Linked DNA regions of Pan troglodytes: region 1 is linked to region 2. A link is a contact called in public HiChIP or PLAC-seq data. All regions are on one chromosome and are shown on one strand. Each heading gives the region's core, a stretch centred on a gene start, on an enhancer-like site or on the middle of the called end of the contact. The rest is flanking DNA. Distances are from core to core; before and after follow the strand shown. Region 1 holds the start of LOC134808364. Region 2 holds the start of FNTB (farnesyltransferase, CAAX box, beta).

Region 1 (4,866 bases), core at 1,939-4,438, 430 kb after region 2:
TTGTTATTTTAACGTATATTATACTGTTCTATACAAATGCACCAAATCCTGGGCAAAACATTCCTAGGACAGGTTTTTTTTTTTCAGTTGGAAGGAGGTAGGGAAAATAAGTGCTTTAATTCCTAGGATTTTGGAAGTAAAAATGGAACACCAGACAAAAATGGAATTTTTAGGCAAATGTAAAGCTTTGTACTTGGATATCTCAAAGTATTATACAGTGTAAACTATCATGATTATTAACCAACTAGAAGTAGTTCTTTTTTGAAAATTTTATTTTTAATTTTAGACATGAGGGTCTTGCTATGTTGCCCAGGCTGAAGTGGCCACTGACAGGCACGATGTGGCACTGCAGCCTGGAACTCTTGGGCTTAAGTGATCCTTCCTGCTTCTTCTATCTTAAAAAAAAAAAGTTACGCTTGCTTGTTAAAATATTTTTAAAATGCTGTGTTTAAACTAAGAAGTAAATATCCACCCCACCTCTGACTTCTAAAAATTATCTAAAGTATGACTGATAAGATTTTTACCTTTAATCCCACATAAGCCTAAAATTTGTGTTCATTTCCAACAACCAAAGTGTGTCACTTTTACACCAGAATTTTGTCCTGCTTATACGTTTAGTACAGAAATCTCATGGGAGAGAGCATCCATGCATTTACAAATTGTTATTGAATTATTTTATGGAATGATGACACCCAAACTGAGCTAGAACATAATTCTGGCTCTGCTAGTACATCTTCTGTGTGATCTTGGACAAGTCACTCTACTTTCAATTTTCTTTTCTCACAGGGAGATAATCATAAAAACGACTGTAAAGTACAGCATTTCATAGAGTGCTTTTTGTTTAAAGAGCTGACAATAAATACGAGTCACAAGGTCTAGGAAAGCCTCCCTCAGAACCTGAGCTGCTTGAGGACAAGGGATTTTCTTTTGAATCAGCAGTACCTTATTTGTGTATCTGTGATAGAGTTCCTGATACATAAGAAGGTCTCAATAAATGTGAATTTATGAATATTAGGCAGATTGCAACCTTGACAGGCCACTGCCTCTTAAATCTCCTTTTTGTGATCTTTTAATATTTAACATCTAAAAGGCCGCCGCTACTTGCTTTGGGATAAGTATCCCCGTTATGTACTTTAAAATGCCCAAGCCTAGAGAAATGATTCTTGTCTTAAGGGCACCATTTCGCTCTCCCACCGTAAAGCGCCCCAGGCTTGGGATCTGGGTCCCAAGGCTACAGGGAAGAGTTTGGAACGGGAAGCTCATCTTCCGGCCCTCTGATTGGCCGGCTCGCACTCCACTCACGCGGCGCGCGGCTCTGATTGGCCCCGGCGGCACCCCTCGTCCCGCGACTACTTTGTGTGCTGGGGCGGCGCGCTCAGGTCCTCCCGCTCAGCTGGCGGTCTGGGCTGCTCTGGGGCAGCCCTTCGGTCCACTGCTCTGCATCGCGGGCGCCGGGAATTTTCCGAGTCCGAGCGGGTAGGACGCATCCTAGGGCAAAGCCTCTCCCCTCTCCCCGTGCTGTTCTCTTTCCCGTACTGAATAAACTTCCGCCTCAGAGGGGCTGTCGCAGCCGCGGGTCGGGAGAGGCCGGGCATCGAACTCAGGCCCTCGTGGGGGGGGTCTTTCTCTTCGAGTGAATGTGGAAACAGCTCTTACAAGATAAAGTAGGGCTTCGCTGAGTCTCCTGGGGGAGCGATGCCATTGTAGGATCGCGCTGGAAGCAGCAGTCAAGCGGCCAAATGCGGGCTGCAGGGGCTGAGCAGCAGCAGCGCGCACCCCTAAAAGTAGCAAGGAGCCAGCCTCAAAACCTCTAGTGCGGGTGCCCCCTAGGGCCGCCGACTGAGCTGGCACGGGCCGGTCCATTCCCCGCGCTGTAGGGAGCACTGCATTCTCTGGAGGCGGGTCTCCTCCCGGGATCCGCTCGCGCCCCGCTCAGCCTTCGGCCTTCAGGCGGTAGAGGGCGGCCTACGCCTGTGTGCGAGCCGGCGCCGGCGTGCGCAGCCGCTGCCCTGCTGGAACTGTGCCGTCCCGCTGTGGCCCGCGGCTCTGCTAGGCGGTGGATGCTGCTGCTACGCTCTCCACCGGCGCAGCGAGGAAGGGGGCGGGGAGAAGCCCTGGCACATGCCAGGGTCGCCGTAGGTGGCAGCGGCCGGCGCATGCGCGCCCTCTCTCAGAAGCCAGGAACGCCGAGGGGCGCGCGCCCCCATTCGCGCGCGCACGCCGGCGCTGGCCGAGGCTTCCCCGCCTGCGCTCGTTGTCAGAGCCGCTCCGGCGCGTGCGCGCGTTATCTCCGGCCGACCCGAGGAGCCGGTTCCCTCCGCTCCAGGCCCCCTCCCCATCCCGCCCCCGCCGCCTGGCCCCAGCCGACCCGTCCCTTCCTCTCCCCGCGGAATGGGGCCGGCACTGCTCAGGGTCGCGCGCCCTGGACCCGGCTCGCTCTCGGTCTCGCGCTGTCAGCGACTGCCCGGCTCGCGCCGCCTCGCGCTCTGCCTCAGTCAGTGGCGCCGAAGGCTCCGTTAAGCGGCGGCGGCGGTTCCTGTTTCCGTTTCTTCCTCTCCGTTCGGTCGGGAGTAGCATCCTCCACTCAGCCACCCTTCCCACTCCCCCAGCGTGGGGCAGCTGCGGCTGAGGGCTGTGGCTTTGGCAGCTGCGACGGGGAGCGGCGGAGACCGCCTCTGCTCCCGCCTGGGGTAAGGGGGCGTTTTGGGAGCCGGGCCCCGCGCGCCTCGGGGTCTTGGGCTGGGCTGGGCTGCGCGCGGGATCTGAGGAGGCTCCGCGGCTGTCCCTGCTCGTTTCCCCGGGCGACCCCCGGGCCTGTTGCTGCAACTGCTGCCGGTTAACCAGCGGCTCTCGGAAAAGTGGGGAGGGAGCCCCCGGGACGCTCTGGCGGATGCCTTGGCGCAGCCCCGGGGGCGCGGGCAGAGGGTGAGGGGCGCCCGCCTCTCCAGCCGGGACGCGGAGCTGCGCCGCTGCTGCCCTCCGCGTCGCGCATCCTTGCCTAGGGCAGGGGCCAAAGCCTAGGGAAGGAGAAGGGTTGGGGGCGGGGGTGGGAGGTGTCCGTCGTTTCCCCTCCACACCTACCTTCCCTTCGTCAGCAGCTCGGTCCCTGGAGTCGCGGTTTGTGGGGAGGAAGATGCCCGTGCGTTATGGGCTCTCTCTGAGTGCTGCTCGGGCTAGAAAGCAGGGAGTGGACCCGCACAAAGATCCGCGAGGGACTGATGCAGGGCAGTTAAAGGCTTGAGTGCAGCTGTACTCCCTTTTGATGTGCAAATGACGAGCTGGCGGCTTTTGAGTATCAACTTATTTGGGAAGGTTAAATGAGTCCATATTTAATCAGTTCTAGGAGGTTTGTCCTGCAGGATTGAGTGGGTTGTCGGGTGCAGCACCTGTTCTTTCTTCACAGTGGGGATTGCAATCTTCAGAGACGCAGTGTATTTCTTAAGTGGCAGTGTCATGCTTAGGGTTTGTCCCGGATGAGCTTTTATTTTAGCATTTTGCCGTATAATATAGATTGAGGCCTTGGTTAAAGGCACGGACAGGTGGTGTTTTTTCCTTCCTATGTTTTAATTATTCACAGTTTATTTAAACCCACTCAGGAAGGTGGACCCAGAAAAGCCAAATTCTCCAGTACATAACCCCAAATTTCAACGTTTTGCGGAACAAATTCAATACAAGTTTTGTGTCAGTTTAGAGTTAAACGCATCTCAAGTAACTGACTTAACTGGCTTGCCTCTATGAAAACTGTAGGCAGATTTCATTATAGTTTTTTTTTTTTTCTTGTTATTCCGGCGGTTAGGTGCATGTTTATTTTCTTGATTAAATTTACATTCTATGTTTTATGACTAATTCTTTAAATAGGGGCATCACATAGAAAGTATTTTAGGAGAGAAATTATTTAAGCACTACAGTATATCAGATATATGAGAAATAATGGAGTTGTAGTCTCTGCTCTTTAAAATAACTGTAAAAACATCTTAAAACCCTATGCCAAATAATAAGGCCCTGTACCTTGCTGTCCTTGTGAAATCTGCTATGTGTATAGAAAATCTTAATTACTTGATTTATAAATACTACGGTAGTATTGAAAAGGTGGGAATTCAAGCATTTGTAATTGTGATTTCACAGGTTTAGTGTGTAAAAAATGCAGGGAGTTAGAGATGAATAGGCTATAAGACACGTACAAAGACATGGATTTTCTTTTTGCTGCCTTATAAATTGAGAATTCTGTTTGAATTCAAGAGCTGAACAGCTGGAATGAAACTTGTATAGATTGCAGAAACAGATGCAAAAATGTATCTTTGGTCAAGTTGTGAGTTAACTTGAAGAGTGTCTTGTGTAATAGGATAGTGATTCAAAATAATTTCCATAAAGTACGGCCTTATATAGGTTATATTTTGAGGATATTTTTGAATTTAAAAAGTCACCTGAAGTTGTTTTCCTACAAATCAGTTCTGTTTAAGACGTATAGAATCGAAAAAAACAAAACAAAACAGTAATTCTGATTACATCCTGCATTGTTTTGTTGCAAATTCTTACCAGTTATTTTTACGCAATTGGAGTGTCCTTAAAAGTGGTGAATCTTAAAATTTGCTAGTGGATTGGAAAAACCTGTTAACTTATTATTATTTTTAAAAATGCTGTTATATTAGTACATTGGTCTGGAGGGGGAGCTAGTGCCAAAGCAAAGTATAGCTTAATAGCTGTTTGAACTTTTAAAACACCCAAAACCAGATTTTTATGACCAAAAGAAACATAAACTTTTAATTAAAAGAGTACGAAATTGATGTGGGCATATATATGTACATAGTTATTTGTGGAGTGAATATATTGTGTATTACAAATTAGTTTAAAGAAGTCTTTTCATGA
Region 2 (5,061 bases), core at 173-2,672:
TCCAAGTGTACCCGGAATGTCTGTTATTATCATACCTTCTATAATCTCCTACATAACTCCCCCAGTTTAATCTCTTGGTATTATAATTTTTGGTGTAGTACTTTTGATGCATGCCCTAAAATAAATTCTCTTCTATTGCTTGTCCAAAGGTAGCAGCGTTTTCCTAAAAATCACAACTTTAAACTTGGTTGTTCTGGAGGCAAGTGTGATGAGTAAGTCCACTCCATAAGAATCAATAAGAATTTCTTTTATTCTAGCTGGGCGTGGTGGTGAGCATCTGTAGTTCCAGATACTCAGGAGGTTGAGGCAGGAGGGTCACTTGAGCCTATGGTTTTTGTTTGTTTTTTTGTTTTGCTTTTTTTTTTTTGAAACAGGGTCTCGCTCTGCCACCCAGGCTGGAGTGCAGTGGCACAATCATAGCTCACTGCAGCCTCGACTTCTTGGGCTCAAGAGATCCTCCCACCTTAGCCTGTCGAGCAGCTGGGACTACAGGCATGCGCCACCACGCCCGGCTAATTTTTTTGATATTTAATAGAGATGAGGTCTTGCTATGTTGCCCAGGATGTTCTAACTCCTCAAGTGATCCTCCTGCCTCAGCCTCCCAAAGTGCTGGGGTTACAGGCGTGAGCCACCGTGCCCAGCACATGTCTTCTAAAAGTTGCTGTTTCTTCCTTTTTCAGGAGTTCTTTCCCATACTGTTCTTCTGGATGACTCCTCGTCATCCTTCGGATCTCAAATGAAAGGTCATTTAGAGAGGCTTGGCCTGACCATACAATTCAATTAGTTTCTTACCCCTTTAGTCTCTCTCATAGACCCTGTTATTTTCCTTCATATAATTTATCACAAGTCTTCATATATTTATTGTGTTGGATACATTCAATTCTGTCGATTTTCTTAGAATGTAAGGTTTCCAAGGGAAGGGACTTCGTTTTGTTCACTTTTGTATTCCTAGAACCTAGCACAATGCCTGACACATAGCAGGTGTTCCATAAATATCTGCGGACTGACTGTCTATTTCACTTATCCTTGTTCCTTCTACTGCATTTCAGTTCTTGCTACTGCAGTGTAACCTCCAAGAGACAGGAGAAAATCATAATGCCCCCCTCCCTCCATCACTGAGTGATACTGAGACGGCGTCCTTGCACGTTTGAGCAGCTGCTGCCTTCTCCTGGGAGGCTGTCAAGTACCCCAAGGTGCACAATAATTCTATTAGTAATTGCGTGACTGAGGCAAATCAGTAGAGCTGTCAGAAATGCTTTCAAACTTAACATTCATTGGGTTCTTGGGCACCTGAAATTGCAAACGATTGCATTACAATTAAGTGAGAATTAGCAGAATGTTAAAGTTCTTTAACAATTTGCGTAACAAACCGAGGCGTCCTACGCCATCTCGCTGAAATGAAATTCGGATGTAGACACCCTTGCGCTTCAGGACTCTACGCTCTTGCAGCAGCTCCTCTGCCCAATGGGGGGCGGCAGCATCTCAGTAACTCACTCGAAAGACGGGTAGGCGGGAGGAGACATTCGCGTTCAAAATCTTTTTGCCTCTATCCGCTCGCCGTAGCGCTTTAGCCCGCTCGAGTTTCAATGCGCGTTGTTGCTTAACGAAGCAGAGTCCTACACACTGTCTGCTGCTCTCCTGATCATGGCTTCTCCGAGTTCTTTCACCTACTATTGCCCTCCATCTTCCTCCCCCGTCTGGTCAGAGCCGCTGTACAGTCTGAGGCCCGAGCACGCGCGAGAGCGGTTGCAGGACGACTCGGTGGAAACAGTCACGTCCATAGAACAGGTGAGGTGGCAGGACTGGGCGAGGCGCCCGCGCGATGTGTTCTGGGAGCGCGAGTCCCATTCGCAGGGCCGCCCGGGTGCGGAACTCACCGGGGAACTACGACTCCCACAGCGCACCGCGGCGCCTTTCCTCTGGGAAGCTCCGGGCGCCCAGGCTTGGGCTTCGTCGTGGAGCGTTTGCGCGGCCAGCTTGGGGAAGGGTCGTTTCAAGGTTGGGCTTGGAGGAGAGGGCAGTAGCCGGGTCCCCTCTGCCCTAAAGAACGAGAAGAATCGTGTTCTATGCCTGGAGGACAGAGGCAGCCCGTGCGGGTCGGACAGCCCACTCTGTTCTGCCAGTACTTCGGGAGGTTCTGGGGTGCATAGTGCACTTTTCCCAACCTGCCCTCAGCTTCTGGAGGCAGAGAGCAGGGCCAGGCTGCTGTCATGCCGTTTCACGATCTGTTTAATTTTTGACCTACAGTGCCAGGTTTGGGGGCCCGCCTCGTGGGTGGGCATTTTGGTAGTCATTCAGCCATTTGAGCACCAGCTACGTGTCGGACACAATATTAAACGATAGAAGTACAAGGAAATAAAACAGCTCCTGACCAGGAGCCTGGTTGGGGGACAGGCAGGAAAACAGTTTGGAAAGTGATCTAATAGAAAGAATGGATTTTGGACTACTAATCATTCCCTAAGGCCTAGAAGTAGGATCGAACCTATCATTTTGAAAAGTGTTTGGCGAATGAGTATATATTCATATGCCCAAAACCATAGTTTTGTTTTTCTTCTTATTCCCTAATTGGAATTGTTCCCAAGGTTGCTATGTGGAACTGTTTATCCATCTGTCCCTAGGAGAAGTGGTTAGGATAATTCTTAACACTAATAAATGAACATTCTGCTGCTTACTGAAATAAGATCTCTTAGTGAGATCAGTCTCCAGGCTTTACCTTGGAGAGACCTGTTTTGTATTTCCTACTTTAAGTTGGAAGCCTGTACTTTGGCAAAATTAGTAACAATAATTGTTTTACTGTACAGTTATGACTAAATAGAATTATAAATTTATAACAGAAACAAGGGCTTGATACGTGATTATTCACAAAGTAGCAGAGAAAATATTTTAACTGGAGATTTAAACTTCATGGAATTTAGGGTAGCAAAGGAAATCCTCACCTCTCGAATCTAGCTAATTCTCCAGGTTGGTTTGCCTACCAGTGTGTCCCAGGGAAGGCTGACTGCAAAAGATTGTAAAGAAATTTCCCATTGATGAAAAACCTACAGGATCTTTGCAGAATTCCTAAATGATTGATTGCTGAGTTGATTCAGGTCAAGTGTTTTACTTATTATCTGACCTTAGACTATGGGATTGCCTTTTTTTTTTTTTTTTTTTTTTTTGAGATGGGGTCTCGCCCTGTTGCCAGGCTGGGATGCAGTGGCTTACTGCACCCTCCGCCTCCCGGGTTCACGCCATTCTCCTGCCTCAGCCTCCAGAGTAGCTGAGACTACAGGCGCCCACCACCACGCCTGGCTAATTTTTGTATTTTAGTAGAGACAGGTTTCACCATGTGGCCAGGCTGGTTTGGAACTCCTGACCTCCAGTGATCTGCCCTCCTCGGCCTCCCAGAGTGCTGGGATTACAGTCGTGAGCCACTGCTCCTGGTGCGAGCATCTTTCAAATCTAGACCCAACGGTATGGCAGACAGTAAAGAATCTTATATTTCTTTTTCATGTTGTTATTCCAGCACACATTATTAGAGTCTAGGATGAACAGTTTCAGGTAGTAGGATGATAATGTTGTATCTCATTTTTGTGGCCTGCCTCACTGTTTTAATAATCATGTTAGTGACCATTTATTGAGTCTCAGCACAGTGCTAAATGCTCTCCATATGTGGTATCATTCAATCCTTTCACTTTTTATGGATGAGAAGACTGAGGTTTAGAGACCTACCACATTGGTAGGTTAATGATACATTCATCAAAAGTAACAACCTTGTTAGGAGGAGTTGTTTACAGAGGATATACTATTACTCTTTCAGTTTTAACTAAAGCTTCCATTTACTGATAGCTCAATTTTGTGCCATTGCCAGTAAAAACAAATTGATGGCTGACACCTGTAATCCCAGCACTTTGGGAGTTCGAGGCGGGAAGATCACCTGAGCCCAGGAGACCAACTTGGGCAATATAGCAAGACCCCGTCTCTACCAAAAAAAAAAAAAAAAAAAAGTAGCTGAGCGTGGTGGCATGCACCTGTAGTCCCAGCTACTTGGGAAGCTGAGGTGGGTGAATTGTTTTTGAGCTCAGAAGTTCACAGATGAGCCATGATCGAGCCACAGTACTCTAGCCTGGGCAACAGAGTAAAACCCTGTCTCTTAAAACAAAAAATGACTATACTGATTTTGGTACTGGCCTGGGCAACATAGCAAGACCCTGTGTCTATTTAAGATGAAAACTTTTCAAATTAAAAAAAAAAAAACAAAAAATAAATGCTTGTTACCTGCTTCCTATCTGATTATCAGAAGACTCGGTTTATTTGTTAAGCAATAATTTGGTAATAGGAGTTAAACCTATAAATAGTGGAAGGAGTCTTTAGCTGTGAGTCGTCTGTTCCATTCGTTGATTCTTATTCATTCAGCAAATACTTGAGCGCCTTCTACGTGCCAGGCACTGTTCTAGACACTCGGCATAAGTTGTTGAACAAAAGAGGCCAAGTTGATGCCTTTATGAAACTGTTTCTAGGCCAATGAGGCAGTCAATTAAAAGAGTTAATATCTATAGCCATCTCAATATAAAATGTTAATTAGAAACGCTGTGGAGAGTAACACCTTGGGATAGAGGGGATAGGGTGTGTCAGGAATGGGTGGGGTGGGAGCAGGGGAGGTCTTCATATAAGGTGTTAAGGGGAACCCTCTGGTGACAACACATGTGATCTGAGACCTGAAGTCTCAGATGAGGGAGGAAGCCATCATGGATCTGGTGCAAGAGTATTCTGGGCAGAGAAAGCAGCAAGCACAAAGGACCAAGGCAGCAGAATGCCAGGTGAGCAGGGGGCTTAGCAAACCAGAGAGTAGGAGATGGGTCAGATCATGTAGGGTCTCACTGGCCTTTGGAAGTACTTTAAAATACCCTGACTGAGATGGAGAGCCACTTGGCTGTATACCTGCCATTTACTGCCCCAGATTCACTTGGCCCTTTTCCAGCCTGCTCTGTAGATGTGCCCCAGGAGGGGGCCCTGCACTGACAGGTTGCCTTGCTTTATGGCTGCGGGCCATGGGAAGTATTGCTGGGGGTGACTGAGAAG

What was found. HiChIP or PLAC-seq counts read pairs in DNA pulled down with a chosen protein or histone mark.
Region 1: an H3K4me3 HiChIP or PLAC-seq map of stem cell-derived excitatory neurons shows a contact between it and region 2, with 2.6 times the contacts expected there. The contact joins the promoter of LOC134808364 here to the promoter of FNTB in region 2. A contact is called at or near these places in 1 of 7 Hi-C or Micro-C datasets (stem cell-derived neural progenitor cells) and 1 of 1 datasets of contacts at active chromatin or transcription factors (stem cell-derived excitatory neurons).

What each region holds. Positions count from the first base shown.
Region 1 is chr15:63,387,507-63,392,372 of NHGRI_mPanTro3-v2.0_pri, forward strand. LOC134808364 reads right to left here and starts at 3,189. Exons shown (of 1, transcript XM_063793560.1): 1 at 167-3,189. The coding sequence starts at 2,577. The coding sequence ends at 2,050. It also overlaps a transcript of FUT8 not described here.
Region 2 is chr15:62,963,333-62,968,393 of NHGRI_mPanTro3-v2.0_pri, forward strand. FNTB (farnesyltransferase, CAAX box, beta) reads left to right here and starts at 1,423. Exons shown (of 12, transcript NM_001302412.1): 1 at 1,423-1,788. The coding sequence starts at 1,645.